Regions from separate parts of the Sus scrofa genome. Here regions 2, 3 and 4 are each linked to region 1. Evidence: chromatin contacts called from public HiChIP or PLAC-seq and promoter capture Hi-C data. All regions are on one chromosome and are shown on one strand. The core of a region is the stretch at or near the end of the contact, and the rest is flanking DNA. Distances in the headings are between cores, read along the strand shown. Region 1 holds the start of UBE2Q1 (ubiquitin-conjugating enzyme E2 Q1). Region 2 holds the start of ATP8B2 (phospholipid-transporting ATPase ID). Region 3 holds the start of HAX1 (HCLS1-associated protein X-1). Region 4 holds the start of IL6R (interleukin 6 receptor).

Evidence for each region. Promoter capture Hi-C pulls out the DNA fragments that hold promoters and counts their contacts. HiChIP or PLAC-seq counts read pairs in DNA pulled down with a chosen protein or histone mark.
Region 2: a contact with region 1 is called in a promoter capture Hi-C map of fetal liver, with 2.7 times the contacts expected there. The contact joins the promoter of ATP8B2 here to the promoter of UBE2Q1 in region 1. A contact is called at or near these places in 2 of 5 promoter capture datasets (fetal liver and liver) and 6 of 47 Hi-C or Micro-C datasets (embryonic fibroblasts, fetal skeletal muscle, heart right ventricle and 2 more).
Region 3: an H3K27ac HiChIP or PLAC-seq map of alveolar macrophages shows a contact between it and region 1. The contact joins the promoter of HAX1 here to the promoter of UBE2Q1 in region 1. A contact is called at or near these places in 2 of 5 promoter capture datasets (fetal liver and liver), 2 of 47 Hi-C or Micro-C datasets (embryonic fibroblasts and heart right ventricle) and 1 of 2 datasets of contacts at active chromatin or transcription factors (alveolar macrophages).
Region 4: a contact with region 1 is called in a promoter capture Hi-C map of liver, with 3 times the contacts expected there. The contact joins the promoter of IL6R here to the promoter of UBE2Q1 in region 1. A contact is called at or near these places in 2 of 5 promoter capture datasets (both in liver), 4 of 47 Hi-C or Micro-C datasets (embryonic fibroblasts, retroperitoneal adipose tissue, skeletal muscle and 1 more) and 1 of 2 datasets of contacts at active chromatin or transcription factors (alveolar macrophages).

What each region holds. Positions count from the first base shown.
Region 1 is chr4:95,219,712-95,222,559 of Sscrofa11.1, reverse strand. It overlaps UBE2Q1 (ubiquitin-conjugating enzyme E2 Q1), which reads right to left and starts at 1,411. Exons shown (of 15, transcript XM_001929469.6): 1 at 1,233-1,411; 2 at 1,204-1,230; 3 at 963-1,201. The coding sequence starts at 1,287.
Region 2 is chr4:95,447,814-95,450,513 of Sscrofa11.1, reverse strand. ATP8B2 (phospholipid-transporting ATPase ID) reads left to right here and starts at 1,321. Exons shown (of 28, transcript XM_021089757.1): 1 at 1,321-1,503. It overlaps AQP10 (aquaporin 10), which reads left to right. Exons shown (of 6, transcript NM_001128454.1): 6 at 63-261. The coding sequence ends at 261.
Region 3 is chr4:95,469,602-95,472,318 of Sscrofa11.1, reverse strand. It overlaps HAX1 (HCLS1-associated protein X-1), which reads left to right and starts at 1,347. Exons shown (of 6, transcript XM_021089792.1): 1 at 1,347-2,192; 2 at 2,702-2,717. The coding sequence starts at 2,140. UBAP2L (ubiquitin-associated protein 2-like) reads left to right here. Exons shown (of 27, transcript XM_021089781.1): 27 at 878-1,197. The coding sequence ends at 916.
Region 4 is chr4:95,379,725-95,382,424 of Sscrofa11.1, reverse strand. It overlaps IL6R (interleukin 6 receptor), which reads left to right and starts at 1,358. Exons shown (of 10, transcript NM_214403.1): 1 at 1,358-1,442. The coding sequence starts at 1,358.

The DNA.
Region 1 (2,848 bases), core at 162-2,661:
CCCAAGCTGCTCCCAATTGCAGTCTGCCTGCCTGGATTAAAGCACTGTCCCCTGGCTCGCTAACCAGTGCTGCCAGCAGGGCAAACACTATCACACCAGGTGGTATCAACCACTGTAAGTGCTACACCATGCAGTATCAGGCATTCCCAGATTATCAGAGGCCAAACCTCTTCACAGGATGTTTGAGGGTATAGCCTAGGACATGTAAGGTGCCTCCTACTCTAGCGCACCTAGGATGGTATGATGTTCACTAGGAAAAAAGAAGGAACTGTCAGAATAAACGGGATAGCCCCCAAACGTCACCATCATTACCAGGAAAGGCAAGAACCCAAGACAACGAGAGATACCCACAGGGACCAGGAGGGGAGTGGCGACTACCAGCTGGGGCAAGAGGAGAGTTAGAGGTTATACCAGAATAAAAGGGAATCCAAAAAGAGGAGTCGCTGAACTGCAAACTATCACTTAATAAAACTGAAAGAGGGGCTAAATAAGAGATGCCTGGGCAGGGATCCCACAGGTGGCAACGTCCTAAATCAAAGGTGCTACTGAAAAGGGGGCATCACTGAAATCTGCAGAGTTCCAAGGGAGGTCCTTCCAGCTCAAGTCAGTGCAGCAGCCTGGAACCTTCAGGTGATAGTGGGGGGATGAGAGGGGCATTCTTGGGTGGCAAGGTAAAGTTGCTTAGTAGCCAAAATCATGAACCCATGGATGTGGGTGGGTTAGTGGAAAGGGGTAGTTGAGGCGCCATATGTCGGGTGTCCCTCACTATGAAGGGCAGAGATTCTTTCCAGGTGCACGACAGAACCTCAAACGGCACAAACAAGTGTAACCTGGAGAAAAGGAGCCTAGCCCCGAGAGGGGGATTCGGCCTCCCAGGTCTTTGGAGAGCAAAAAGCCGTGTGGGGTAATCCCGAGTCCCAGACAAGAGGTCCCCAGAGACGCGCACGCGAAGGGGTCCTCACCGTGATGTTGCAGTGGATGCGGACAGGATCCCCAGGCACCGACCCCCGTGGGGGGAGATGAGGTCCGGGCGCGGCCCCCGCCCCGGCCCCTCCGGCCCCAGCCAGCAGGAACTCGCAGCTCAGCTCGTCTAGGCAGGCGCTGGCAATGCGGAAGCGCTCGTGGCCGCGGTGGAAGATGGACTCGAGCAGCTTCAGCTCCCGCCTCAGGCAGGGCCCCGGCCCCGGGCCCCCCCCGGGCCGCCCCCGGCCCCCGGCGCCGCCCCCTGGCCCCCAGCTGCTGCCCCGGCCCCGGCTGCTGCTGCCCCTGCGGCTGCGGCTGCTGCATCCTCCGCTCCGCTCCGCTCCGGGGCCGGCGGGCCGGGAGCCTCCGGCCTCCGCTCCGGGCTCCGCCGCCGCCGCCGCCGCCGCCGCCGCGGTCCGCACTTCCTGATCCCCCCTTCGCCAAGATGGCGCCGCCGCCACCTCTGGGACAGGGCCCCCCCCCTCCGCTCCCTGGCCCCCCCCACAGCCGCCGGAAGCCGCGCGCCCCTCCTCCTCCTTCTCGGAGACTCCGCCTCCGTCCCCTCTCACGTGACTTCGCTGTTCTGACCTCCTTCACGTGACACCTCTCTTCTTCCCGCCCCTTGTTCTCCGCGGCCACCCTCCACATGTGACCCAGGGCTTCAGCTCGCGGCTTGCAGAGCCTCAGTGCGTGTTTACGTACGGCGGGTGTGCGTGCGTGCGTGCGTGCGACGGCCCTCGCCGGCTCTCCCCTCTCACGTGACCCGGCGCCGCGTGCTCCCAGGGGCTACTTGTGCGGGACTCTGTTTCCTGCTCTGGGCCCTTTTACGCCGAGCACCGGTGAACGTGCCGGGCGCTCGGTGGTCGGAAGAAAGACGGAGAGCTGCGGTCGCCTATTTGCTTTGTCCTGCGCACCCACGCTTGTCCTCGGCGCAGGGTGCCCGAGCCTCTGTCCCCTTGGGCACACACTGAATGAGGGACATGGGATTGGAGAATGAGCCGGATTGGCAGGGCCAGGACCCTCTGTGACCTTGGGTTAATTACCTTCCCTCATTTCTCTCATCTGTGCAATGACAGATGAGGATAGTAATGCTTGCTTTGCCTCCCTCCGAGGATTGGAATTGAAATCACGAAGTGATTGCTGGTCGATTATGTACGAAGAGTAGCCAATAAGCTAACCTTTCACGGCTATCAGACTCTCGGGGTCTGGACGACGTTTGGGGTGGGACGGCACGGGCTTCCTCTGCGGTGTCATGGGAGCAGTGCATGACTAGTTTACACCATTAACCCGGCAGTAAGATGGAGGGACGCAAGCCTGGGCGGACCACTTTCCCAGTCTCAAGTCCTAAGCGCTAACACCTTGTCGCAGTGGTCCCGGCATTGCCGGGGATAGGCAGCAGTGCCTCTGGAGCCTCGCTAGGTGGCACTATCACAAAGGACAAAGCTGGCAGAGGTTCCAGAGACCCATAGTTGGCGTTCCTTTGCCAAGGGCAGGTGTTAGCCTGTGGAAAGGCCCGGGGGATTCTACCAAGACGCCTCGGGGCTTGAGAACCTGGCCAGATCGCCTCTTTCTCCTCTCACTTGGCTTAAAGTGAGTTAACATTTATTTGAAGTTGACCTCGGTGCTTCCTATTGGGCTACTCATTTATGTCGTCAGTGGTGGTTGATTAAAAGTCTTCTTTGCCTAAGTTGGGCTCTTGGTATTTAAAGATGATTGAGGTGTAGAACTAGCCTAGGGCTGTTTTATCTCCTTTGAGGAGACTGAAGAGTTTGCTGCATGTCACCTCTGTCTGAATGTGCAAGTTGGGAGCATAAAAGGTTGTGGTAAGAACTCCCATTTATTGATCTATATTCAAATCTTGTAATAACTTGTAATGGAAAATACT
Region 2 (2,700 bases), core at 72-2,571, 230 kb before region 1:
CCCCAGTCCTTTGGGGGAAGGCTAAGGGACTCACCCCTGATACCTCCCTCCTGTTCTTGCAGCGCTGGTAATGGTTGGTGGTGGGTGCCTGTGGTGTGTCCTCTGGTGGGGGCCGCTCTTGGCACAGCCACATATCAGCTGCTGGTGGCTCTGCACCATACTGAGGACTCAGAGACAGCTCAGGAAGTAAACTGTGCCCAACCTGAAGTCTCAGCCAGAGAAAGTCCTGCTGCAACTCAGATGTGGACGAGTAAGCTGTGATTCTGACATGACAGTTCTCATGGACATTGAAGACGGCTGGAGACCTCTGCCTGATGACAAGACGTTCTTTCTCTTTATTAATACACCAGGCCCTGGGAAGCTTCTCTGTTTATTCATTTAGTCATCGCTTCCTCCTAAACTGAGGAGGATCAGGTAGAGCGGGATCCCGTTTAGGACCCAGGCTTTTCATCCCCTCCTTCCCCATGCAGGTTTTCAGACCCCAGGACTTCCAGGAACGTAGTTCCTCAAAGTAGCCGCAAGAGGGTGCGCACCCTGGAAACCGGATTGGGAAGGCTGAGGGAATCTGCAGGGTGGTGGAGGCCATCCATCCAGTTCGGAGCATAACGCAGGGGACCTCCTCCAAAGCTTAGTCCCCACTGCCTGACTTTCAGTTCTCCTAACCTCAGCGCCGTCCGCCTTGATGCTCACTGGGGCACCTCGCCTAGATTCAGCCACCCCCAGACAGTAGTTAGGAGTGGGCGAACAGCCTCCACCAAGGGGGCGTGGTGGTACGGGGAGAAGGAACACAGCCGCCAGTGGAACACAGCCATTCAAGCGCCTAGAGTCTGGGGGAGCTAGGCGGAGAAAGTGAGGCACGAGCCAATGCCTAGACTTTCCAGACGGTGTCATTCAATCAACGGGTGAACTACAATGACATGAGCCAGGGCGAGGAGAGAAGGTGAAGGGACAGAGGGCTCCGAGGGAAATCAGTGTAGGGGCAAGGGACAGCTGGCGCGGAGGAAAAATCTCGTCGCTCACCGCTTCCCAACTCTCACACACCTCCTTGAAGAAGACGCTCTTTTAGCAGAGAAGCAGCGTCCTTCTATTTCCACTCTTTAAAAAGCAAAACTCAGCCCTACCTTGCCTCCAGACTTTTTTTTTTTTTTAATGCGGGATAAATCTGGGAGTGGGTGGGCGGGCACCGCGGCCGCGTACCGCCGAGCATCGCAGGGGTTAAGACCCTCCCCCTGCCCCGCACAAAGATGGCGGCGCCCGCCTTCCCTCGCCCTCATCCCTCCCCAAAACCCCCTCCCGCCCCCCGCCCTCTCCCGCCACCTCCGTCACTTCCGCCCCGCCGTGGCCGAAACTGACACAAAGTAGCGGGCCGAGGCCCCGGGGGGAGAGGGGCTGCTGCTGGGGGGGCGGGAGCCCGCGGGGAGCTGAGCCGAGCGCCCCCCGCCCCAGCCCCCGGCATGGGCAGGACGGGGCCGCCGGGGCGGGCGCCGAGCGCTGAGCGCTGAGGTGAGGCGAGGCGAGGCGGGGGCAGCAGCCCAGGAGCGCGGGGCCGGGAGGGCAGGGGCGATGCGGCTGCGGACGCGGACTCCGGGCTGGAGGAGCCGGGGCGGAGGGTGTGGGCAGGGGAGGCCAGGGGACAGGGAGTCGGAGCTGCGGTGAGACGGAGGAGGACCGGGAGTGGATGACTGGAGAGAAGACGGTGTTGGGTGCCTGAGGGTGGGGGGAGATTCTGGAGGCCGTCCTCAGGATGGGAGGGTGGGGTGCTGAAGGGGCGCGTGGAGACGAGGAAAGGGGCACAGGAGTGCGGAGGAGAAGTTTATGGAGCAGCGGAGAGAGGAGAAGCGCCCAGAGAGTTGTGGGGGTGAGAGGAGTACCCGGGTCCGAGGGTGTGGGTTTCTGGAGAAGGGAGTTAGGGATGTCGGCTTTGTAAGGTGACGATCTCTGTGCGTGCGGGAAAACCAAGGGTGCAAACCTCTCTGGGAGCTCAGAGCTGGGAGTGAGTCCTGGGTCTGTCCTTGGCGATGGAAGGTGGCCAGGTGTGGTGTTGGTGGCAAGTGAGCTGGGGGTCTTGGATTCCATTCGCTTCTGTTCCCTGACCTGCCGATAAATCCCTGCGGGTTTTCTCTGAAAAAAAGGAGTCAGTCTTCCTGGATTTGGGTTGGAAGGGAGCAGGGGCCAGGCCTAGAGGAGGAGCCGTTTTCCTTCGTGGAGCTTTGCCTTCTTCCCAGAGCTGGCTATTTTTATCCCAAATGTGGCTGCAGAGGGGGCTGGGGCAGGGTGACGGGGCAGAGCAACGTGGCTGATGGGCCTGGGTTCAGAAAAGCCAGGCTGTATGAGACTGGGAAGGAGAAGTGAGAGAAAGTTCCTGTTCCCAGGTCTCCCACCTCCCTTTTCCTTCCCTAATACGGCCCCCCAGAGGGATGAAGTCTTCAGCCAAGCCAGCTTTCAGCCTCCCCAGGGTCTTAGAGGTAAAACAACTTTCCTGGTTGGTGTCCAGGCTCCTGACTCCTAAGAACCCATGTGGCTCCTTCGTTAACTCTTTCTTTCTTAGGACTCAAACCCAGATCTTCAGGCTTAAAGCGATTCTTGATTGCCTCCCTTACCAGGGCGGGGCTGGCTTTGGAACTTGTGATGCCCACCCTTGCATCCTCTCTTTTAACCTCTCTCTCCTTGCCCCACCCTCCTATGACTCAGACTCTAGCC
Region 3 (2,717 bases), core at 98-2,597, 250 kb before region 1:
AAAGTGCTTTTTTATTTGCCAGAGGTGCTCTAGCTGCTGTATAAATCAAATTTCCTATGGTTGCAAAAGGATAAGCTTCAGAGTAGCTCTAAGCAAGGGGAATGGGAGAGTAAAACAATTTCCAAATCTCCACCTGAAGATGTCACAAATTTGTCCCACTAACTAGACTTTTCCTCCCCATTCATCCTCCCATTCCCCTGCAGACGGGCAGCGGGCAACGTAGCCAGACCAGCTCCATCCCGCAGAAGCCCCAGACCAACAAGTCTGCCTACAACAGCTACAGCTGGGGGGCCAACTGAGGCCCTGACCCTCTTCTCCCGGTCCCATCTTCTGAGAGGGCTTCTCAGCCTGGCAACTATGGAAACAGCATCAAAGAGAGAAAGGAATGTGGGGGGGTTCCGCTGCCCCCCACACCCAGCGGCCCACCCCATGCCTCAGCTTCATGTCTGTCCCATTCCCATACCATCCCCACTCTGTTGTATGTATTATAGGATTTGTATTTTCTTCTTTTTTTTTTTTTTCCTTTCCTCTCCTCCTCCCCTCTTGCATTCAAGATTATGAAACTTTGCTGTGGGCCCTGCCCTTCCTTCTCCTCCTCCTGTTCACCCTGGTGGTGTGGGTGAGGTGGGGAGGGGGGACCCCCAAATATATATCAGCCCAACAGCCCTAAGTCTCCTCCTTTATTATTAGGAAACAAAACAACAACAACAAAAAATGGTGTCATGAACATGAACAGCATTGTCAGATGAATTAGTTGAAGTGTTTTTTTTTTTTTTTTTTTTTGTACTGTGTCTTCAAATTTAATGGATTAATGTGTCTTGTATATATAAAAAGAAAACCTCTACCTTCAGCCTCTGCCCATTCTTGCTCCGTCTAGGATATCCTCAGTCTCGTCGATGACCAGCTTGGTGAATAAGTATTACTGTACCAACTGGGCCTTCTCTAGCAGGCCCCGAAGGCAGTGGAATAAAATGAAATCTTCGCCCTTTAAGAACTCCGACCTTAATGTGCTAGTATCTTGCCCCTGAGGGGGTTCCCTTCCGTTCTCCCCTAAGAATTTCACGGCGTGGCCTGGAAAGAATCACTGCAAATCTTCATTTTCTCCAGATCTACAGCAGATTTTAGGCGGTGAAGGGAGTGGAATGGATAGCAGATACTGGGTGGAACGGAAGAGGATTAAATGAAAACTGAAAGAAATGGCTTTGCAGAATCAGTTTAATTAAGATGGGTCCAGGCAAATGAACTGGAAAGAAATGAGGGCAACATGCACTGTTGTTGGCCAGCAAATCTGAAGCAGTAGTTCTTGACGCTTGAGTGCTTTCATTTCACATAACTAATACCCAGCCCCTGAAAAGAAGTCTAGAGTCAGGCCAGGGTTAGGATGGGGGTGGGGTACAGGGAGGCAGAGGCTTTGAAAGTCAAATGATAGGAAAAAGATACTAAAAGCCCCCAATTTTTCCCTCCCAAGAGTTCCCTTGCTCTCTTATGAAGTCTTTAACCTGCTGGTTGCAGAGCTTGCCTGGAAGAATTAGAGGAATTCTTAACAGCTGGAGAGAGAAGTCCTTGCGTTCCCTGAGTCTTTTTCTTTTACTCAACTCTGGGGAAGTCACTACATTAGAAGGAGCTTGATGCAACGTTTTGTCCATCCCTCTGGTATCAGACTTAATTGGCTCAGTCAGGAAACAAAACCGAGGCGGGTCCAGGAGGAGTCCATGGGTGTAGTGAGCCGGCGGTGAGGGAGGGCCTTGGTCCAGTTCATTTGTGCGGATGGGCTGCCCTCTGGCGGCTGCCTCCGGTGCCATCCGGCGGCGTGAAACCCTTGAGACACCCTGTCGGACCGACCGCATTGGTCGGCAGAAGGAATTGGCTTAGGAGTCAGGTGACTGTTGGAAAACGAAAATTAAGTACACCCACTCCCTTCACAGGGAACAGGTGGGGTAAAAGAAAAAACCTTTCGAATTCGATAGGCCTGCCCCGCCCTCAACCACGCCCCGCTTACGGTCGTTTTACGACAGTGTCCGACCGATCGCAGGCTTGCTTTCAGGCAGCGTGGTCTGACGCTTCGCTCAATTTCCGACGGCGTAGCTTTGGTTTCTCCCCCCGGCTTTGGGGTTCGAAGGTTCGAGTCCCACGACGGGAATGAGCCTCTTTGATCTCTTTCGGGGATTTTTCGGCTTTTCTAGACCTCGGAGGTGAGAATGGGTCCGGGTCAGATAAGGGAGGGGGATCCGCTGAGGGAAGCTTGACCCCTGACACACTGTTTTTGGAAAAACATCCTTTTCCCCACTCATGCAACTCCTGCGGAGAGGGCAGAAGTCACAACATTGAGCACACACCCCGCGGCAGTAACCAAGGCAGTCGTTAAGAGGAGAAACAGGCGCTTAAACGTTTCTCCGTTCTGGGGTGATGCAGCAGGGGCCCAAGTGTGGGGAAGACAATGCAGCTCTGGGGAAGGGGTCAGTGAGCGAGCGGGACCTTGGGAGAGAGGGGAGGGGTTGGGGAACGCTGAAGAAAAGCTGAGGGGAAATGTTTGGGGGAGCCGCGAGGCGAGGACTGGCTTTGATAAAAACAAAACAGACACGATGGCCAGTTCTCTAACGCTCGCTTCAGCTTTCCAGTTTCCTACTCTTGTCCACCATTAGCTGGTTTTATAGATTAAGTAGTGCCGAAATCTTGGTGGCCAATCTGCATCCATCCCCAGCCACAGAGATCCCTTT
Region 4 (2,700 bases), core at 109-2,608, 160 kb before region 1:
CACGCCGGCTGCATTGCAGAAACCCTATTTCTTCAGGCCGGATCCTATCCCCTGGGGGCTTCCACCAAACCATGCCCACTCCTGCTGCCCCAGGAGCCTTGGTCCTGGTCCTGAAGCCCAAAGTGGAAAAGCACATCTTCATAGGCACTTGCTGGGCCAGAAACTTCTCAGCCTAGACCTTATTTCAGTAATTTTCATTCCTTCCAAACTCAGCTCTGAGGCCACCTGTCAGATTCAGGGTCCCTGGGGAACCTTGGTGGGCCCTTTAAAGAGATGGTTGTGGTTGCTTCTGAAAGCCAAGTACCAGTTTCTATCTATCACATCAGGAGGGTGGACGTGCCTGTTTTGACATCGATGGAGCACCTGTGGTCTGGACCCTGTGTCAAGTGTGTAGATCTTTATAACCATGGTATCTTCATAACCATCCTGATATTGACTTTCTTATCTCTCTCTGACATAAGAGGAAACAGAAACTCAAAAGATTTCACACAGCTGTCACAGAAGGTGGAGGTCTGGAGGGGATACTTCCATTTGGAAGCTTCCAGAGCCCAAATCTGTCCCTGGCCTGTGCTGCAGGGAACACAGGCACGGAGAAAGGATGAACCTTTACTCTATCGAGGATCTCGATGCCCGAGCCTCATCCCAGATCCATTAAGTCAGAATCAAATCCATTAAATCTCTGGGCGTGAAGCGATACATCGGTGGCTTTGGGGGCTCCCCGAGTGATTCCGAGGGGGCAGAAAGGGCTGCCAATCGCTGCTTTACTCTAACAGTAAGAGGCACATCGCCTCCTCCAGGCTCTCCAGGTGCTCCTTTCACAGAGTAATCCTGGTCACGAAACCAAAAATCAAAACCGAGCTGGTGGCGTCTAATTCTCCTGTTCTCATCAATAGAAGGAGAGGGAGGGAGAGTTCGCCCCCGCTGGGCTCGGGGCTCAGGGCCTCGCGGCTCAGGTGCGGCGCTGCGGCCGGAAGCCACCCCCTCCGCTCGGCCGGTGCGCGGGGCTGTTGCGCCATCCGCTCCGGCTTTCGTAACAGCACTCTGGGCCGGCCGAGAGACGACTCCAGCGCGAGTTCCTCAAATGTTTTCCTGCGTTGCCAGGACCGTCCGCTGCTCTGAGTCATGTGCAAGTGGGAAGTCGCACTGACAAGGAGCCCAGCCAGAGGGAGCCGAGTCGAGTGCGGCGCGGGGCTCGGGGACTAGCCTTGCGTGCTGAGCGCGGGCCCCCCGGGGATGGGGGCTGCCCTCGGGGCTTGAGCCCGCCCGCCGCCCCGCCCCGGCCGCCCGGCCGCCCGGCCGCCCGCCCGCCTGCCTGGCTGCCTCTCTGGGATCATGGGGCATTAGCTGAGGAGGAAGCATGCTGGCCGTCCGCTGCGCGCTTCTGACCGCTCTGCTTGCCGCGCCCGGGATGGCGCTGGCCCCGAGGGGCTGCTCCAAACTGGGTAAGGGCTTCGGGCGCACCTGAAGGGCTTGGACAGCTGGTGGGTGGGGGAACCTCTGCGGCTGCCGCAGACTCAGGGCAGCGGAGGGAGGCAGGAGGGGTGACGGCCCCCCCTGGTCGGGGCTAGTTTGGGTCCCCGCGGCACAAGGTGCGGTCCCGGGCTGCCCCGGCTGTCCGGTGGCGGCCCCTCGCTCGCGCGCCCCCTGCTGCGTCCTGCGCCTTTGGCCGGGCGCGCTCTCCCCGTGACGGCTCTGTGGCCGGGAAGCTCCCTGCGGTCTGCGTCCAGGACAAGGTGTGTTCTCGTATGTCCTTCCCAGGGCCCCCGGGAATCCTTACACAGCTGTCCCGGGTTACTTTAAGAGGCGATGCCCTAGCGGAGTGGAGTTCTTGCCCGGGGCGTCCTTGGTACCAGCGCCCCGTTTGCCCCTCAGCTTTGGGGAAGGCACTCCTCCTGGCTCTCCCCTCCGCCCCCTGGGTTCATGTGTGGATGACAGTGCCTTGACTGTGAAGGGACTGATTTCATGGGCTCTGAGTCACGGACTCTCCCGCTGCCTTGTTGCCGGCACTCGCTTAGGCAGACACGAGCTCTAGCAAGCTGGATGCCTACCCCCTGAGAATTGAGGCCAAGTGGGGAGGCTGGCCAGGGATTGGGGCGGCTTGAGGCTGGCACACACTGGACTCCACTGCCAGACCACAGGAGGGGGAGGCAGGGGGACAGGGGGCACTTGTTGCTCCTGCGGACTGTAATCCGCCTCTGGCCGGCAGTCCTTTCTCTGGGCTCTGGCGGCATGCCCAGCTGCGTGTCTAGTCGCTCCTCTGGAGGAGCCGGGCAACTGTTTGTCCAGAGGTTTATTTTAGGGTCTGAGGGCTTCTTTGAGGACACAGTGGAAAACCATGCGGGCAGCCGGCAGGCTTCTGGGAACGGATTGCTGGCGAGGTGGGGGCTCTGGCTTTCACTGCTAGAAGGCACTGCTAGACCCCACGGTGCTCCTGCCCCAATGAACACCCACCCTCTGCCTGTCTCTCACTCCCTGCTGCAGAGAGCTAGAGGCTGATGTGCCTGCAGCTCTCTGCTTTCTGAATGGTTGTGTTCCTTGGCTTTGGAAGAGGAAGGTGAAGGGATTCTTTTTCTTGGCACACATTTATAACTCCTGTGGGTAGTAGCCATTGTTGATGGAGGCCTCTGGTGCTTGACATGAGTTTTCTAATCCTTCACCACGGGATCTAAATCTTACTTGGTTCCAAAGAAGAGACTGAGG